2 separate regions of the Pan troglodytes genome follow, and region 1 is linked to region 2. A link is a contact called in public Hi-C data. All regions are on one chromosome and are shown on one strand. The core of a region is the stretch at or near the end of the contact, and the rest is flanking DNA. Distances in the headings are between cores, read along the strand shown. Region 1 overlaps IGF1R (insulin like growth factor 1 receptor). Region 2 overlaps IGF1R (insulin like growth factor 1 receptor).

Region 1 (5,417 bases), core at 1,929-4,428, 110 kb before region 2:
AATCAAGATACCATAACCTAGGAATAATATAACTACTTACACACAGAGAACAAAGTTGGCAATCACGATCTGAGTTAAGTTTAAGGTATGTTTGTCTTTCCATTTTACAAGAAGGTAAATGAACAGGAAAGTGAGCTGGAACAAGTAAACTGAGCCATAAGCCTACGTGTGCTTTTTTGTAGAAGCACAGTCTAAATACACACACACACGCAAGCCACTGCAAAATGACTTTCTAAGTTAAAAGTCAGAGAAATCAATGTTTGACTGACTATGGAGCATAAAAATTCTTCATTTGCTTTCATCAGCTGAAAAAAAAATGCTAGAAATAACTACAGAGAAATGGTAAATAAAAAATGTAATGTACACAGTTTTGCTGAAAACCATGAAGATACCAGCAGAAGAAAAAATAAAATGAAGACGACAAATGTATTTCACACAAAGATGACCAGGGCTGTTTCTGCACAGCCTCCACCTGGAGCTGAATCACCGGCCAGAACAGGGATTAGGACAGGCCTCACTGGCCTCCCAGAGCTGTCAGACCTCAGCAGGGCGGGCGCATCCTTGGGTAGCCCAATCAAGGCTGAGCAGTATAGACCGTTTGCAAACTTGCGCAAACTGTGAAGTTATTTACATGCATTCAGGGAAAAGACTCCCCCAAACAGGGAAGCTTCTACCAAACAAATGCCTTAAAAATTATTTTATGAAAGAGATGTCTGTTATGTGTAAACAGACACTAATTGTTGCTGCACCTTGGGTAAGTGACAGGGCTCAGAGAACAGGAAGGAAGCCTGTGACTTAGCAGACAACAGGACAGTTCTTCCCTTTGACCTTCCACTGGTCCCAGATTATGACTCAGAGACTGTCTCCACTCTTTACCCAAGGGGAGATCCCTGCACCTCCTCCTCTAACATCCTACATCTTTAAAATGCTCCTCTGAATCCCAGAACTACAGAAACCACAGCACTCGTGCTGGTGAGCAGATTCCTAATTGCAGAAGATGCATACAACTTGATGCTTTCAGATTAGAGTCTACCCATTCCTACCATGCATTTGTTCCTACACAATAGCATACGGGCATGTGTAGGAGGTCACCCCACATTCTTTATTAACTTAGAGAAATCACTATTTACACACACACACACACACACACACACACACACACACACACAGAGAGAGAGAGAGAGAGAGAGAGATCCCTACCCACCATAGGAACGTGGCCTGAGGATCCAGAGGCAAATCTGCCATCAAGCGTGGTGAACAAACTAAAAACCCTACTTTCCCTTAAGCATCACCCCCATTTCTCTTTTGTCTCCCTTTCCCTCTCCAAATTCAATGTTCTCACACCACAAAGGGCCTCCAGGCACAGGAACAAAAACATATACGACTGATTCAAAAAGCAGACACATGTCCCTACCAGACACCTCCAGCTGAGTGTTCCAATTCTTTCCTTCTGAGTTGAGGATACTATTTGTTGGTGCAAAAGTAATTGCGGTAATAGAAGTTTCTGCAAAGTACTTCCAATGTGGAACCCACTTCAGTTAGAAATCTACCTAGGGTGAGAGGTCTCTGTTTTAAGGATCAATACTCTACATCTGCTTCCCAAAGGTCCAACATTTCTTGATAGCAAAGGTGGGGGGAGGGTTACAGAGCTTTTCATTTGGATTAGGAAGGGCAAACTCTGTGTCACCATTTTCCCTTTGCTCACGCTCCAACGCCTTCAGGATTTAGTCAGCCTGAAAGTTTCATAATTTAAGGTGGGTGGTTTTGTGAGCATGGGTTTCTGGGTTTGTTTGAAGGTGTTTTATCTGAGAGTGCTATGGGGGCACTTTCTATCCATGCCCCTAATATAGTCATGAACAAAAGTCAGGTTGGCACAGAGTGACTTTATTCTGCTCTGCAGGCCAGAAAGATTCAGGAGAGGACAAAAACAGAGACAGGTGTGCCCGGAGAATGCTGAAGTCCCACTTTTATGCCATGAATCCTTCCCAGGAGCCCAGAAAGAGAAGCTCTACTCAACTCCCTTGCCCGAGTCCCAGCCCCGAAGGAGGTCCAAGTCTCATGACCAATTACGAAGGGGTGCTGATGGAACCAGGGCGCTCTTGTGGATATTTAAACTACATTGCTGGCTCACAGAATGTCGTCACCAACCAGAAATAGTGCTATTTCAATCCGAAACCCAGGCTCTGAGCAATCCTCAAGTGGGTGAGAGAGGTAAGGAATGTCTAAGGATCAATTCTCCATGACTTGAGAAAAGGTTAGGACGGCAACAAAGTGGGGAAAGGCTTCACGTTCCACACAGGCTCTCTAGCTGCCCAGTTCTCTGTCCTACAGTCATGCAGGCACCTGCCTGATCATCTTGTGACCAGACACTGGCCCAGTTGTTGGCCAGAGCACAATGTCCTCCCCAAACTATTCTAAAAAAAAAATCCTATGAGTGAAAATGTACATGCAAACCTGGACTTTCTTCCCCCAATGCAACAACAACAACAACAAAAGACAGTGGTTTTTCACTGTATTAGAGGCAACAGAGAAATCCCCTGTGTTTCCAGGTTCCTTAGAATACTTGACTGAAATAGGCTTATAGATTTTGATTCATCCACATGTCTTCAAATAGGCAAAGGAGCACAAAGCAACCACTGAGCTGGAAGGCACTTGCCACACCCGAGGCCTGGCCATTCGCTGCAGCACGTGGCCTTCTTTCAATGGGGCCATCTGTCCCAGAAAGATCTAGAGGTGTTTTCTTCTTTGTTTAATAAAAAAAAAAATTAACTACCTGGTTAACAATTAAACCACTGAGTAAAGACAATTTGCAATGTGGCTAATCATTCTGACTCTCTATTAGATGAGCCAAGGAAACCACACTGTATGTACCCTCAGGTTTTCCTCCACCTTGTTCTAAGTGTCCTGGCTTCAAACAGGTGCTGACCCCAAATGACTGGAACCAACAAAACCTGCACTGAGGTCAACTGGTGGGGAAACTGAATACTCATCTGTAGACCTAGGCAACTTGCTTTCCACGTCTGAGATTAACAAGGCTGTACTCGCTGAAGCCTAGGAGTGCACGTGATTTCTGGGGTAGCCACAGACCAAGCCCTAAAAGGGAGGGTGAGAGAGGCAGAGTCTGCAGGGGAGGGGCAGCAGCTGAAAGGCTGAGCGCTGGGACCATCCATAATTGGATTAGACAGCCGCAACCAACTGACTCTTTCAGCAGACCGAGCCCACACTGTGCTCCAGCTAGTGGTCATGTAGGTGTGCTTTGTTTTAAGGAAACCCAATACCTACATTCCTGATTTACAATACAGATGCTTTATTGGGGCACCTCACATGGTCAGACCCTCCTGCCTCTCTTTCCTTTACTGCTTGAGGTGGGTGGGGATCACTTCCTGAGCTCCAAGGAAAAATAATACAGGCTAGAGAATATTTGCATCAATAGCACAATCACAGCAGGCTAGACTGCTTTACCAACACTATCGAATTCAATCTTCAAAGTACTTCCAAAGGCATTCCATTTATTCCCAATGTACTGGTGAGGACTCTGGAAAAGTTCCACAAAACCTTTGGGGCTAAAGTCCTCTGGATGCTAAAGCCTGTGGCCCTGGGGCCAATTAACACACCTCCTATAAGTATTAAAATCTAAATTTTGCTACCCTTCCTTATGAACATTATTTTTAACTCTGGATTACCTGGGACTGAAATCATTAGTGTTTTCTAGAGATTCTATTACTTGATATTCCCAAATACAGTGCACACACAACTACTTTCATATGCTACAAAGGGAAGAGGGAATTGTGACATCTGATAGAAGGATAAAGAAACTCAAGTCCAAAAGAACTGCAAGTATCTGACTGTGTACAATTAGTTCTTGGTACAAACTAGATATACAGTGTATTGTTTCCAAAAAGCATTCTGTATACAAGAAAAGTAGATTCAATTACCTAAATAACAAGATGACATTCTGATGATTTGGAGGTTAATTACTGTAAGGCACTAACCAATCAAGTCAAATTCCAGTTGCAAAATTGAATTTTAAAATTGTAATCATAAAATTACAAACTACTAGCAACTATTTCCCATGTTTAACAGCTTGCTCCCTTCTAAACACATACACATATATATATATACACATGAACTTCTGTGTGTTCATATTCTTTCTGGTTTAATTCAAGTTGTCGAAAATCTAGACATGTTGTAAATACAGTCATCCCTCAGTATCCAAGGGGGATTGGTTCCAGGACTCCCACGGATACAAAATCCTTGGATGCTCAAGTCTCTGCAATAAAATGGCAGCGCTTGCATATAACGTATGCACAGCGTCTCAGAGACTTTCAGCCATCTCTAGCTTACAATACCCAATACAAATGCTGTATAAAAAGTTGTTATACTAGTTTTTAAATTTGTTATCTTTATTGTTGTATTATAATTTTTTTTTACTGTTTTTCCCCCAAATATTCTTAATCTGTAGTTGGAGGAATCCGCAGATGTAGAACTGAAGGAGACAAAGGGCTGACTACCTGCAGTTTTACATAAGAGATTAGAATTACAATAACTCAGGTAAAGAATGTTCACAAACTGGACGCTAAACTAGGGCATATGGTCAAGTATGACTTAACCTAGACTAAATTGCTCAGCAGGAAAATGTGTATTTTGGCCAACTCTGACCACCTAGGTTGGTACACCTCATTCTGATATCAACCTAAGGGGTCAGAGTTGGCCAAAATAAAAATTCTACTAGCAGAAATTCTTCCTAGCAGTAAAAAGAAAAGGGAGATGCTCAGATATCCTGGACTCCCCAGAGGGGTAAGATTACCCCTAGGACTTCTCTGTTTACTGCCATGAGAAGAATATCAGCTTGCAGCACCATAATCCAGAGCTGAAAAAAGACTTTTTATACTTAAAAATAGGATTCAGGGGCCGGGCACGGTGGCTCACGCCTGTAATCCCAGCACTTTGAAACCAGCTTGGTCAACACGGTGAAACTCTGTCTCCACTAAAAATACAAAAATTACCCGGGTGTGGTTGCGGGTGCCTGCAATCCCAGCTACTTGGGAGGCTGAGGCAGGAGAATCGCTTGAACCCGGGAGGCAGAGGCTGCAGTGAGCTGAGACTGCACCATTGCACTCTAGCCTGGGCAACAGAGGGAGACTCTATCTCAAAAAAAAAAAAAAAAAAAAAAGTTCAGATGCCATAGTATTTGCAATAGACCCATCAAAAACTCTATGTGCATATAGCACATAAATAACTTCTAATCTAGCGTAGGAAGAAGGATAGCATGGTACTATATATAAACCCACTTTGTGACAGCAGCACTTTCTAGCAATAGCATCAGTATTCTCCACAAAATTTAGCAAGTGACACCTAATAAAAATAAAAGTTTACATATCTTGAGCATATATTAATAATTAGTAATAAACTAGCAT
Region 2 (5,612 bases), core at 471-2,970:
CCCGTATTTAGGGGGGAAAAATCCATTCACCCCAAATGAAATGATTACTGGACCAAATTAGTTAACCCAATCAGAACTACTTGAGTGGCCAAGCCATTATCATCCTACAAAGCTGGAAAGGTTTTTGTATTTCTCAAAATCTTATGACTCTCATCACAAATGAGACCGGAAGAAATACAACGGTTAGCATGGAAGCATTTGAACTGTAGGCACTTTTGCTAACCTACACTTTTTTTTTTTTTTTTTTGAGATGGAGTCTTGCTCTATCACTCAGGCTGGAGTGCAATGGTGCCATCTTGTCTCACTGCAACCTCTGCCTCCCAGGTTCAAGTGATTCTCCCACCTCAGCCTCCCGAGTAGCTGGGACTACAGGCGCACACCACCACACGCGGCTAATTTTTGTATTTTTCGTAGAGATGGGGTTTCGCCATGCTCGCCAGGCTGGTCTCAAACTCCCGACCACAGGTGATCCGCCCGCCTCGGCCTCCCAAAGTGCCGGGATTACAGGCGTGAGCCATGGCACCCAGCCTTATCTACATTTTATTTCATGAAAAGAGTTGTGGGAAAATGTGAAGGCTGCCAGTCCATCATTTTCTTGGTTACTTTGGATCCTTCTCCTTTGTTGCAAAAATCACAAATATTCCCAATTCTTTTACAGGCAAAAATGAAACGTGTGCCCAAATATGTCCTTTAAAAATAAACATTAAACATTATGAGGGAAACAACTGGCATAGTGGAAAATGTCTGTGCACCCTGGCTAAGCAACTCACTATTGCTTGGATTATATTAATATACACACCATAAAGCTAAGGAAGAACTTAAATTTGAGCCTCTGCATTTCTGTGCTGAGTAAGCTGCAGTTCTTTCGACTTATCGCCTTCATAGTTGCCTGTCCAAACAAAAAGATCTCAAGAATTCCACTGAAATAGTCCAAACAAGAGCCTAAACTTACAAAGCTGTTTTTCAGAGCTCAATAGTACAACAACAGGAAGCAGAACTTCTGGGATGGGGATTTTGCTATTTATTTTTTCTTTCAATGGCCGCTTTTAAGCAAGAGAGAAAAAAGTCTACAGGCATTACAAATCCTGGAAGCTATGAATCAGGAAGTGGGAAATGGCTGATCCTGAAATGGCCAGCCTGAAAATCCTGGCTCTTTTATGTAGTCAAGTCTCTGAAGCCAGGAATTTCAGAAATCTTAGGCATTTTGCATTATTTTCTGAATCTTAAAAGAGCTGAGACTTGAGAGAAAAGAGAAGGGCCAGGATAAATGAACCAATAAGGAAGCCCCCAGTCTCCAGCTCCATGCCCCTACCACCACACAAATCTTGCCCCTATAATTACAAGCTCAGTTGGGACATGCTCCTTACAAATGGGGTTTTGTTTACAATGCTGCTAAGGAGAGGGGGGCGATAGCCCATGGTTTCTGCAGACAGAGCCTGCCCCAGGCTTCAGCTTTCTCATTCTTTCCCAATGTTGAATCTGGAATGGACTCGGGACCCTAAATATTTCACAACTCCAAACACCCTACAGTTGATTAAAAACAATGGTCACTTTTGTTTTCAGGAAAGACTATACCTGATTTTTGCTAAGTCTAAGTAAAATGCAAAGACCCATGCAATGAACCTGCATGAATGCTTTCAGACATGCAGATTCGGAGGGGGACACTGCTCTCTTTTGAGCAAATGGAGATCCAGTAACAGAGCGGGGCTCACTCTGCAATGGCTGCATTTGCATCAACGTGAGACACCAAACAAATGTCCGCACACAGGAGTCTACTATGTGGATCGAGGGAAAAGAGGGCACCTTTATCCTTCCAAATATGACAACTCAATAGAAAACTTCTCATTCCAAAGTCCTAAGCATCCCTACAACAGGAAGCTACTGGAGCTTGTGAAATATTTCCAGTTATTTTCTACAGAAATTAAACATATCAATTCTACCGGCAGGTCATGTGAGATGACAGGTTTAAAAATGTATGTTGATTGGGGGAGAAAAGCAAAGAAAAAAAATAGAAGAAAATAAAGTCATTTCCTGTGTCAGTTGTAATTTGGGAGGCTTTTTTCCAGTGTCCTTCTAAGTAAATCTGCCATAATCAAATGTAGTCAAATATAACTGCAATGTGCAAAAGCACAGTGATGACCTGAGAGGAAGATGCCACCCAGAACCCCTGGGACCAGCCTTCTATCTCTTCCATCAGACTTCCACTACTACCTCCCCAAAAAGGCTCAGGGTTATTTCATAAACACCAGTAGCCTCCCATGTATTTAACTTAGCACAAATAAGAGAACCAATATGTAAGGGATTTTTTTTGCTCTTAAGAACCAACCATTCCTCTTACCCCGGCCTTTACAGACCTGGAAAACCATCCCCGATTTGCCCCCAGCCTCATCCCCCACTACAACTTAAACAAACCTTCCTCTCCAGCCTTGCTTCCAGCCCCAAAATACATTTTTAAAGTTCTGATGCCAAGACCACCCCATCAAGTCTAGTATAATCCTTCTGATCATCTAAGTACCCTCCTCCAGGAGACCTCCAAGATCCCTCTGGGCAAAATGATCTCTTCCTCCAATTCCAGGGCTCTTTCCCAGTGTGCTCACTCTATCCTCACTCATAAAAGCATCTGGTTCCATTCCACAGCTGGGCACACCTTATCTTCTCAAGAGGCAATGTAAGCTCTTTTTAAAACAGGGGCTGCATTTTACACACCTCACATACCTCCTGCAGGTCCCCGAACATCCAAACACTCCAACTTTGTCTCTGTCTCCAAATCCTACAAAACCAAATTCTCTCTACCCAGCTCAGCTCAGCATCCCTGGGGCCCTGATCTACCTCATCTGCCTCCTCTGCTCTAGAGTAAAAGCAACACCAGTCACCCCTACTCTGCTGCCCACTGTAGCCGAATCCAAGCGGCACTCTCAGCCCATGCTCTTATCAGTGCACTGGGGGCCGGCCTAGCATCTACTAAGCACCAGAAATGCCCCTGTGAGCTTTGTGCAGCCCCCTTGCCAGGCAGACAGCCTCTGGGGCCAGGTTCGGCACGGGAAGCTAGAACACGGGGCTGACTGCACAGCCTGGGGCAGACACACCTCAGCTTCCACACCCACCTGACAAGGCTGCCCAGAGGATTGAGGGAAGTCAGTGTTTCACCCACTGCCCTAATGGGAAGACAGTGTTTCTCACCCACTGCTCAAGCCTGGAAGCAAAAGGTCCCAATGTTCCTACTCGATGACCCGCCCTGTCATGCCCTGTCCAGATATCTAACCCTCACCTTTCTCTGTCCATCAAGCAGTAAGAATTCATAGCAGCCAGCACATATGACCCTGAGGGCAACGTTCTAACAAAGCCAAAGAAAAGGTGGCACACTGGCCTTCAATTCAAAGCCCAGGGTGGCAAGAAAAGGGTCACTAGTTCCCTGAAAATAACTGGCATGCAAAATTCAAACAGGTAATTGGGGTGGAGTTCATGGAAAAGGGAAGAGAAAACCTCACATGGGTTTGTATACCCTTCATTTAAGCACACTGTCTTCAGGCAGCAGAGGTTTCAAGGTGCATGCTAAACACCCTTGCGCAGGTTTCAGAGCAGCAGATAAAAGGGGCTAACCAGGCTCTCAGGAAGCCCAATCCGCACACGCACGGAGCCGAGCCGGTGGAAACCATAAGCCTGTCTCATCTGCTTATGGTTGAACAGGAAGGCTTGATCGATACTGATTTTACAGTCATGGGAGTGACTCATCACGAAATTCTACCCAGCTTAAAGCTCAGCTGTGAACAGAAACAAAACAACATAATAGCAGGGTCAGATTTAAAATAGTAAGAATGACTGGTAAGCAGTTAATGCTTATAAACAATTAACAATCACCTTCCCAGCCGCCTGGATTTGCTGGGAGAGGAAAAACTACTGAGAGCTCGGAAGCGGGCGGCAGCGGTAAGTCTGTCTTCTGTGGCAGCCCCTTCCAGCTCGCCGATGCTGCTGTCAGCTTTACAAAACAGACCCTGGGCAGGGTCACGAGGAGCTGCTTTTCATAGAATCCCACACATCTGATGGGTGCGTGCTCACTGAGGAGGGGAGAGAGGAGGAATGTACTTACATGGAAGAGAGTTTTCAAAGAGTGAAATTTAAGCTCTCCTGGAGTATAACTTCCTCTATGTAGCTCCTGCAGAGTTTAAAATAAGCAACTTATCTGTCCTAAAATGAGAGAAATGGGGTCATATAAAATTTCTCAATAATTGAGTTCCTCTCAAACTGCAGTCACTTTAAGGAAAGCAATGGGGTGCTCAGAAGGCGCACTACACATTTCAGGCATTTGGTTACGGAGGCGAATGTGCTCAGCGCCATCCTGAAGACATGTACTTTCAAGTACTGGATTCTATGTAAATTTTAATGATCTGTAACCAACCCTCAGACCTGGCCAAGAACTTCCATAGAGAATCCTGGTCTGGAGATCCCTTCACTAGGGCACACTGCTCCACTGTTCTGAACTGCAAGACTGTGTCCCCTCCAATTCATATACTGAAGCCCCAACCCCCAGATACCTTCAGTGGTATCCGAAGGTGGGGCCTCAGGGAGGTAATCAGGTTTAGATGAGCTCCTGAGGGTAGAGCCCCCATAATGGCAACAACGCCCTTACATAGAGAGGAAGAGACCAGAGCCCCTCGCTCTCTCCACCCTGTGAGGACACATGACAAGACATTTGTCATCTGCAAGCCAAGAAATGGACCCTTAACAGAAACCAAATTCGGTCGGCACCTTGATCTCAGACTTCCAGCCTCCAGAACTGTGAGAAACATAAGTCTGTGGTTTTAGCCCTCAGTCTACAGTAACCTGTCACAGCAGTCTGAGCGACGACATCCATACAGCCCCGTAAGAGAACCAACCCAGGGACGAGCAACACCTCTCATCATCTGACACCACCTCCTGCCTGAAGACCAGGCAAAACAAGCACATACACAAACAAGCAAACTGGGAGGATGAGAGTGCTCATTCGGGTTTGCTTTGGAGGTCCAGAGAAAATGCAAGTCCAACTTCCAGGCACAGACCAGCTGCCCGCAGCAGGCTTCCTCCCATTGGTCTCAGACCAAGGTGAGCCACTCCCCCGGGCGGGACAGAGAAAGCTCCTCTGGAAGCCAGACAAGCTCGGCCACCTCGAAGTCTTCTTTGGAATCCAGCAGGTCCAGGCCTGAGCCCTGGCGCCTGTTTAAACCAAAGGATGACAACCAAGCAGAAAAAAACAGCCCCAGAGAGTATCTGCTGGAGAGGCGGACCTGGCCTTCGACACACAGCATGCGTGCCATGGTCTCTAGCAGCGCGTCCCTCCAAGCTTCCTGGCCTGTAAGGCGAAGCCTCTAGCCCTTTTCTACTTTTAGGATGCTCAGATTCTTGCCTGCAGAAGTCAATCCCTTTCTTTCAAGGGCTCCCCCGTCTGTAATGAGGGAGTCCATTTACAATAAAAAAAAAATTGAGCTGTCAAAACAAATGAAAAACTTCCAGTATAATCATAATCAGTGAGGGAATCAAACATCTAAACACATCTCTCTTCTGGAAAAAGAAAATGAAAAAGCAATTACACGTCACATGGCTGATTAGCAATAAATTTCATTTGTGACTACGGTGGC

The links. A called contact is a pair of places that touch in the nucleus more often than the background predicts.
Region 1: a Hi-C map of induced pluripotent stem cells shows a contact between it and region 2, with 1.7 times the contacts expected there. The contact joins two enhancer-like sites. A contact is called at or near these places in 3 of 7 Hi-C or Micro-C datasets (blood, induced pluripotent stem cells and stem cell-derived neural progenitor cells).

Annotation. Positions count from the first base shown.
Region 1 is chr16:90,601,097-90,606,513 of NHGRI_mPanTro3-v2.0_pri, reverse strand. The region is part of intron 2 of IGF1R (insulin like growth factor 1 receptor); the gene reads right to left. Among named protein-coding and RNA genes, the nearest start is that of IGF1R, 140 kb to the right of the region's middle. Within about 2 kb of position 3,178, at least 4 of the 24 cell types and tissues checked have an H3K27ac peak or open chromatin away from gene starts, as enhancers often do. A contact at or near this core is called in induced pluripotent stem cells, where this site is marked.
Region 2 is chr16:90,484,714-90,490,325 of NHGRI_mPanTro3-v2.0_pri, reverse strand. The region is part of intron 1 of IGF1R (insulin like growth factor 1 receptor); the gene reads right to left. Among named protein-coding and RNA genes, the nearest start is that of IGF1R, 20 kb to the right of the region's middle. Within about 2 kb of position 1,720, at least 9 of the 24 cell types and tissues checked have an H3K27ac peak or open chromatin away from gene starts, as enhancers often do. A contact at or near this core is called in induced pluripotent stem cells, where this site is marked.